Linked DNA regions of Mus musculus: region 2 is linked to region 1. A link is a contact called in public Hi-C data. All regions are on one chromosome and are shown on one strand. Each heading gives the region's core, a stretch centred on a gene start, on an enhancer-like site or on the middle of the called end of the contact. The rest is flanking DNA. Distances are from core to core; before and after follow the strand shown.

What was found. Hi-C and Micro-C count contacts between places; a contact is called where the count stands out from the background.
Region 2: a contact with region 1 is called in a Hi-C map of cerebral cortex, with 4 times the contacts expected there. The contact joins two enhancer-like sites. A contact is called at or near these places in 2 of 484 Hi-C or Micro-C datasets (cerebral cortex and cortical neurons).

Annotation. Positions count from the first base shown.
Region 1 is chr8:23,815,228-23,818,729 of GRCm38.p6, reverse strand. All of the region lies in intron 3 of Zmat4 (zinc finger, matrin type 4), which reads right to left. Among named protein-coding and RNA genes, the nearest start is that of Zmat4, 150 kb to the right of the region's middle. Within about 2 kb of position 1,694, at least 10 of the 459 cell types and tissues checked have an H3K27ac peak or open chromatin away from gene starts, as enhancers often do. A contact at or near this core is called in cerebral cortex, where this site is marked.
Region 2 is chr8:24,215,112-24,218,613 of GRCm38.p6, reverse strand. No RefSeq gene overlaps it. Among named protein-coding and RNA genes, the nearest start is that of Gm30633, 170 kb to the left of the region's middle. Within about 2 kb of position 1,758, at least 27 of the 459 cell types and tissues checked have an H3K27ac peak or open chromatin away from gene starts, as enhancers often do. A contact at or near this core is called in cerebral cortex, where this site is marked.

The DNA.
Region 1 (3,502 bases), core at 445-2,944:
CTTGGATGTTGTAGTTCCTTGCCAATTACTTAGGGCATCTTTGAAGGAAATGAAATAGACCCAAGTGTCTCTCAGAAGCACTTAGTTTTGTACCTGGAACCTATCCCACACTAGTTTGTACTAATTGGGCTTTGATTGGCTTTCCTCTCTGTCAAGTATAAAATTAATTGGAAAGAGGTTGTCCACCCCTGGGACCATGGGAAAGGAGACAGGTGACATCTGTCAAGCATCTTTCTTGCCAAAGCCAATATTTTCTAGTTGGTGCTTTCATTATCACATTTATTATTATGATGATTTTTTTTTCAGATGAGGAAATTTCTTTGAAGGAAAATGGAGGAATTTGACCAAGGTCATCCAGCTAGCAGGAGCTAGAAGAAAGATTTGACCCCAGGGGTAGTTCCCGAAGTGTGTTCCTTCCCTTCTGTGACACTGAACTGGTGGGAGATGAGCACTCTCAACAGGTCTACAAAGACACCAGCTGTAATAGTGACCAAGGAAAACCCAGCGAGGACAACCCCTTGCTGAGCACACTTACCACATCCAGATCTGAGTCCTAAGCCCTGGAGGCACCACTGTGAAGAGTGGTCTGCAGGTTCCCTGCTCCTCTGTGTACAGAGGCTGCGCCAGGAAGGAGAAAACAGTTCCCCTTTAAAATGAAGCAGTTGTACACATTGGATGCAGCCACCGGAAGTAGCATGATGCAAAGATTCAGATGACCTTAGTGCTGCCATTTAGTTTACATAATTACTATTGTGAGTGTATGAGACAGAGGGAAGGGGAGGAGGGAATCCACAGGTCACGTGCTGTGCATGTGGCACTGAGGACAATTCTGTGGTGCCGATTCTCCCCTTCCAGGGACTGGACTCAAGTCATCAGCCTTACGCAGAGTTTTTTGCCAGCTGAGCTCCCTCCACATTCCTGACCTCAGTTCTGGTTCAATCTCACTCTCTAACGCCCCCTACACTTCTTGCCGGGTCTGTGGAGCTGACGTAATCAGGCTCCCATGAACAACCTTCTGAGGGTTGCGTAAGACTCCATATGCTCACTTCTCCGTGCCGTCTGTGACTGAGGGCAGATGCATAGGAAACGGTTGCCGGGTCCAAGTCCAAGAAGACACTGAACTGCAAAGAAGTAGAACTTGGTTCATCTCCCCTCCCTTCTCCACCATGTTAGATGTATTCTCCGGTGTTTGTAAGAAGGAGTTCCCCATTGCCTCGGCATTCCCTGCATCAAATCCACGTCACACAAGTTACAAATGTACCTTGTGTTCTGATACTGCAACCCTTGGGTGACTTTAAGTCAGAGGGTAAAGGTAAGGGGGTGTGGCCGTGTGTTTTTATGTGTGTGTGTCCACACATACATGTGTGTTTCAGTGTGTGCATTTGTGTGTGCATGCATGCTTTTCTGTGTGCATGCATGTATAATTATGTGTATGTGTACACATGCATGTGTGTATGTATACATATGCATGTTTTTGTATGTTTATGTATGTGTACACGTGCATGTGTGTGTATATGCATATCTATGTGTGTGTGTTGTCAACTTAAACCAAGCCAAACAACCACAAGCCAAAACATAATAAAGATGTCTCACATCTGCAAGAATAACAATTCTGAACACAAGGACTGCCCAGGGGTTACTAAAGAGAAGTGGAATGGTCACATGGGTCACCTAATGGGAAGACAGCAAGCATGATTAATGGCATGCTTCCGTGGGGGCAAAGACTCCTTGCACAATGCAATATAGGGCACAGAAAGAAGCAAATGGTACCCTCGCTGACCCTTCTCAGTCCCTTAAGAGACAGACAGACCCAGACGTGTGGGAAACGGTCACAGCAGAAGTCAGAGTAGAATAAAGTGCTACTGAAAAGAAAATAGCTTACTATTTGTATTAGAATTATAGACTTACTGATGATTAACCCAAGAAATCTCTCAGGGAACAATTCAGATGGGACAGAGAAAGCTGAAGAGAGCGGGCAGGCACATGTGCGGGGACTCATCAAGTTGTATCTAGGGATCCAAAATCCCGCCTATGACAGCATGCCGCCCTCCAAGAAAAGCCAACAAACAAAACTCATGTCTCAGAAAAGAACTGAGAGAATAATTACCACATAACAAAAGCCATTTTTCAGTTTGTTGTCACCGGAATTCTTTTATGCAAAAAGCCCCGAACAAAAATACACTTTGATTCATTTTCAAGGGTACATTCACACACAAAGGCAGACATGTGGTAGTGGCTGTGACCTGCATGACTTTAAACCATCAAGCTTGGAAATCTACCCACCCCTCCTCACTGGGCAGGAGCAGACATTTCTGCAGAACACTACTAGAATTTCATGGAGTGCTCTAGAAAGACAGCTCTCTGACTGCAATCACACTTCCTGTGGAGAGGCCTGATTTACAGAAGAAAACAGTTCTGACTTCTAGAGACAGCCAACCAAAGTACAGGGGGCCGATGAGGCAGAACATGGATTCCTAGATCCCAAGAAACTACCCAAGATTCATCTGTGATACCAGAGTACATCTTTGGGTCCAGTTATTAAAGGGGCCATGTGTTAGTTTTATGTCAATTTGACATGTTAGAGTCATCACAGAAAGAAGAATCTCAGATGAGACCAAGCCTCTATAAGATTAGACTGTAGGCAAGCCTGTAAGGCACTTTTTCAATTAGTGATTGATTGGGGCGGGGGTGGGGAGACCCAGCCCATTGTGAGTGGTATGCCCCTAGGTTTGTGGTCCTGGTTTATCTAAGAAAGCAGGCTGAACAAGTTGATAGGACAAGCCAGCAAGCATCAGCCCTCCATGGCCTCTGCATCAGCTCCTGCCTCCAGGTTCCTGACCTGCTTGAGTTCCTGCCCTCACTGCTTTTGATGATGAACTCTTGCATGGAGCTGTGAGTGAAACCAACCTTTTCGTCCCTGAGTCCCTTTTGGTCATGGTGTTTTATCACAGCAATTGCAACCCTAACACAGACTAATTCTTACATAAACAGTGTCCATGGCACAAAGCTCTCTCAAACAAATCCAATTTCACAAAATATTCTTTTTAACAAAGGTAATTTGATGGTGTATAGTTCAAATCTAAATCCAAAGGTATGCCATTGCTAAGACTCTGTACAAATGACAATCTTTCAGTTAACATTATTGATTGTAATTGTAACTATTTTCAAGAAAAAGCAATGGGTCACTGTCCTATAGCAATATGACCAATCATGCAAGGAAGCCCTCTATGGGAAAGGATCAGATCCAAAGATGAATAAGCCTAGCCCCTGCTTCATAGGGTCTAACACTGAGCACTCCAGTTCCCATCATTGCTTAGTTCCCAAGGCCACATCTGAGCTGAGCCTTCAAATTACTTCAAAGTATTTCAGGAGACATGTGTCAAAATTCTGTCAGCATCTGTATGCTTCTCAGGGAACCTCCAGACAACTTTCTAATGGCCTAATGTGGGACACCAGAGTCTAGCACGGTGAGGTTGGGTTTTGTCAACATGACACAGTTTGG
Region 2 (3,502 bases), core at 509-3,008, 400 kb before region 1:
GCCTTTGAACCAAATATTGCAGATGGACGTTTTGGCTTCTCCACGACCTTTGCACTCTTGTGTTTGATGTCCAAGACGACGCTCAATGTCTGGCTCCTTGAGACAGGAAAGTACTTTCTTAAGCAGCTCTGAACTTTTCTCCAGGGATCAAGCCCATCCTGGAGCTAGTTGGTTTTTTTTTTTTTTTTCTTACAGCAAGATCATGTGGTCCATGTAAGAGTGCAGTTTATGGTTAAGCTCTTTATTCTGTGAGCCAAAGCATGGTCTTCAGCATTTTAACACAGTTGCTCTGATCCCAGGGCACAGCTTCTTTATGAGGTCAAGACGAAGTTGCTGTCCAGGCCATGTGCGTCCTTCTTTTCAAGCCTGTCGTAGATGTTGACTCCTGTGTCTCAAGGTGACCCCAGTGCACACCGTGAAGGCGAACATACTCAAATCTGCGTACAAATTCATATTATTTTCTCCTGAGGAAGACTAATTCTAGCTTCCTCACAGATTAACCAAACAATGGCCTGAGAGATGATCCATTCAGTACTGCCCGACTTTAGAACTCACCAGAGATGTTTTGTGTGTCTCCCAGCCATCCCAGAATATTCAAATTGCTCCTCAGTTTAAATTAACAGACACGGCTTCCAGCAGTCACTCTCCTTGAAGAAGACTGACTCCATGACACTCGGGCAAGGACCTGGTGAAACAATAGGCCCGGCGTGGACAAGACAGACATGGTACACTCTGAGGGCAAGCTGGGGCACTCTTGAATGTCCCTTTCCTCAGGCTGAGGACATGAGGACATTGGTTGAGTTTGTTAAACACAGCAGCAAATGAGCTCGTTTGACTATTTTTGAAAGGTCAAAACGTATGAACCAAATATTGCACATGGATGTTCTGGTTCGTCCATGACCTTTGCCCCCTCGTGTTAAATGTCCAGGATGATGCTCAACGTGTAGCTCTGTGTGTAAGTCAGGTTTTAGTTACTATAAGAAATGACCGAGACCATCACCTTATAAAGAGAAAAGGTTCTCTGTTTAGAGGTTCAACCTTCTAAAGAGTTCAGAGGTTAACCCATGCTTTGGGGCTGTGTAGAAGTGGTTGATCAAGGCAGGTGCACACACTGGAGAAACCCCCTCTCATCTCTTGGCCAGGAAGAAGAGACAACATGAAGAGGGAGTCAGGGTGTGCTATTCCCCTCAAGGTCGACCATACCTTCAGTGATCCAAAGACTGTCCACCCATCATTAACATCAAATATCTCTACCACCTCCTGGTCTACCAGCTTGGGGACTAAGCCTTGGGCACTCAGGACTTTGGGGAACATACAAGATCTAACCCGTGGCAGACTTCAAGTCTTCAAACAGCCAGGTCTGTGAGGGAAGGTCACCAACTGTTTCCACCTCGATCTGCCAAAACTTCTTCATAATCTTAGAGTGACAAGGGAAAAATCAATGTGAGTGGGTGGTAAGAAGTTAGAGGTGGAGGCAGAAGTGTTGCTTCTGGTGCTACCTAGCCTTATATCACAGTTCAGTGAAATCCACGGCTACGTTCTCTCTCCTGTGTCATTTCTATATAGGTTATGAGCCAAAATACGTGCGCGTGTGCGCGGGCACACACACACACACACACACACACACACACACACACTCACCAAGAAGATAGCTGTGACTCTGGTTACAAATGTACTGTGAGCTTTCCTCCCCTCTGTGCAGATGACTATGTATTTTAAACCCCTCCAGTGAGCTATGTTTGGCTTTAAAAAGCTGGTGCTCCAAAAATAAGGCCTGGGCTGACTCACAAGTCCTGTACCCAGAAAAGAGGTGGTTGAGAAGGGGGGTGGTGGTGGCTGAATACAGTGGGAGCCCTGACCCAGGCCTGGCAGTTAAGGGCCTCAAGCTGGAGCCAGCCTTTGATATAGTTCTGTTGAAACACAGCCAGGTTCATCACGTAGGGACTCTCTAAGATAGATTTTTGGGGCTAACATGGCAGCAATTCAGACTGTGTTTAGCCTAAAATGATCAAATTTTATTATGTAACCCTCAGAGTTTGATTATATCTCTTTGCTCTCCTGACATGGGAACATATTTGTGTGTGTGTGTGTGTGTGTGTGTGTGTGTGTGTGTACATGAACTCATTTTAGTACCTTATGATGTAGTTTATAGTTTATGATTTTATTTCCAATTGCCTGATAAGGAAATAACTTCAGACAGACTATATAAGTATATGACCTTTCCATCCCTTGAACCTGTCCAGGATAAACTGGAATTCATAATCCCCAGGGCTTGTCCCTTCAGTTGAAGTTCTTAGACCTGCCTCTGTTGGTCTAGTACTATCCCAAGCCAGAGTTAAAGACCTCTAGAGAGAGAGTAAATCTGAACACATCTCTTGCTTCTGGGGAGGGGGTGTGTGGATCTGAGCTCCCCATTTGTAATATAAATGAGATGCTCTCATTTTAAAAACAGAATCCAAATCATTAACAACTTGAACTTACCACAACGTGTTTCAGTTACTACTGCTTCCCAATACTGCCATATATCCTTATATTAAAACTCCTCTGTGACCCCAGAGAGCCCGGGCAATACACCCTCTTAAAGATACGTGATAGATATGATCTTTAAAGATCATAAGGAGATGGCAGGCTGTCCGGGGGAGGGAAGGCTGCCTCATTCTCTGCTGCTTCTAGCTCTGTTTGTGTCTTTGCGGTTTCCCGGGTTGCCTCACATTGCAGCTGTGTGCTGCTAGGTCCAAACACTTGCTGAAAATCAAAATGCAAGTTTGCTCAGAATCTGGAGGGGGCTTGTGTCTATAAAATAAGGACAAAGAGAAGGCACTTACTTAGTTGGAGAAGACTCTTTTCTTTTTTCTCCCTGTTAATGGAGTGTGCTATTTTTAACTTCCCATCAGCCTGCAAGCGCATGTGCAGTAACTGGCCCAAACACATTTGAATGATGTCTCTGCGTCCCTCTGTGACATGGTGCAGAACCACAGCTCTGCACTTTGCATTTTTATTGTGATGAAGATATTTTATGACAGCATTTGAATCTTAACAAAGATGCCTGAAAATAAGTCATTTCTAGATGACTCGATGAAAGGAAGGTGACCCAGAATAACCTCCTTTCTGGTAACGGGCTGGACTAGGTCTGGGCTCCATGGCAGTGAGGCTAGTGGCTGCCACATTTGGAGCCTGGAGGTATTCACTCTTATCTGTCCTGTGATGCCTGCAACTCTGAGATCCAACCCAGTTCTCTGTAATCTTTTGTCTCTTTCTCCTTTCCTACCCCTGTTGTATCTATTGTCTGTGTCTTGTGTCTATTCATGTGCACATGTACACACACACACACACACACACACACACACACACACACACACCTGCATACTCCAAATTCCAGCCAACAGAAACATAGTTATAAAGATAATTGGAGGACCTGAAACTCTCAGAGAGAGGATTGTGTTGGAATCCAGAGACTCTAGAGGAGGAAACAACCCACAACTTTATGACCAGAGAGCATCTG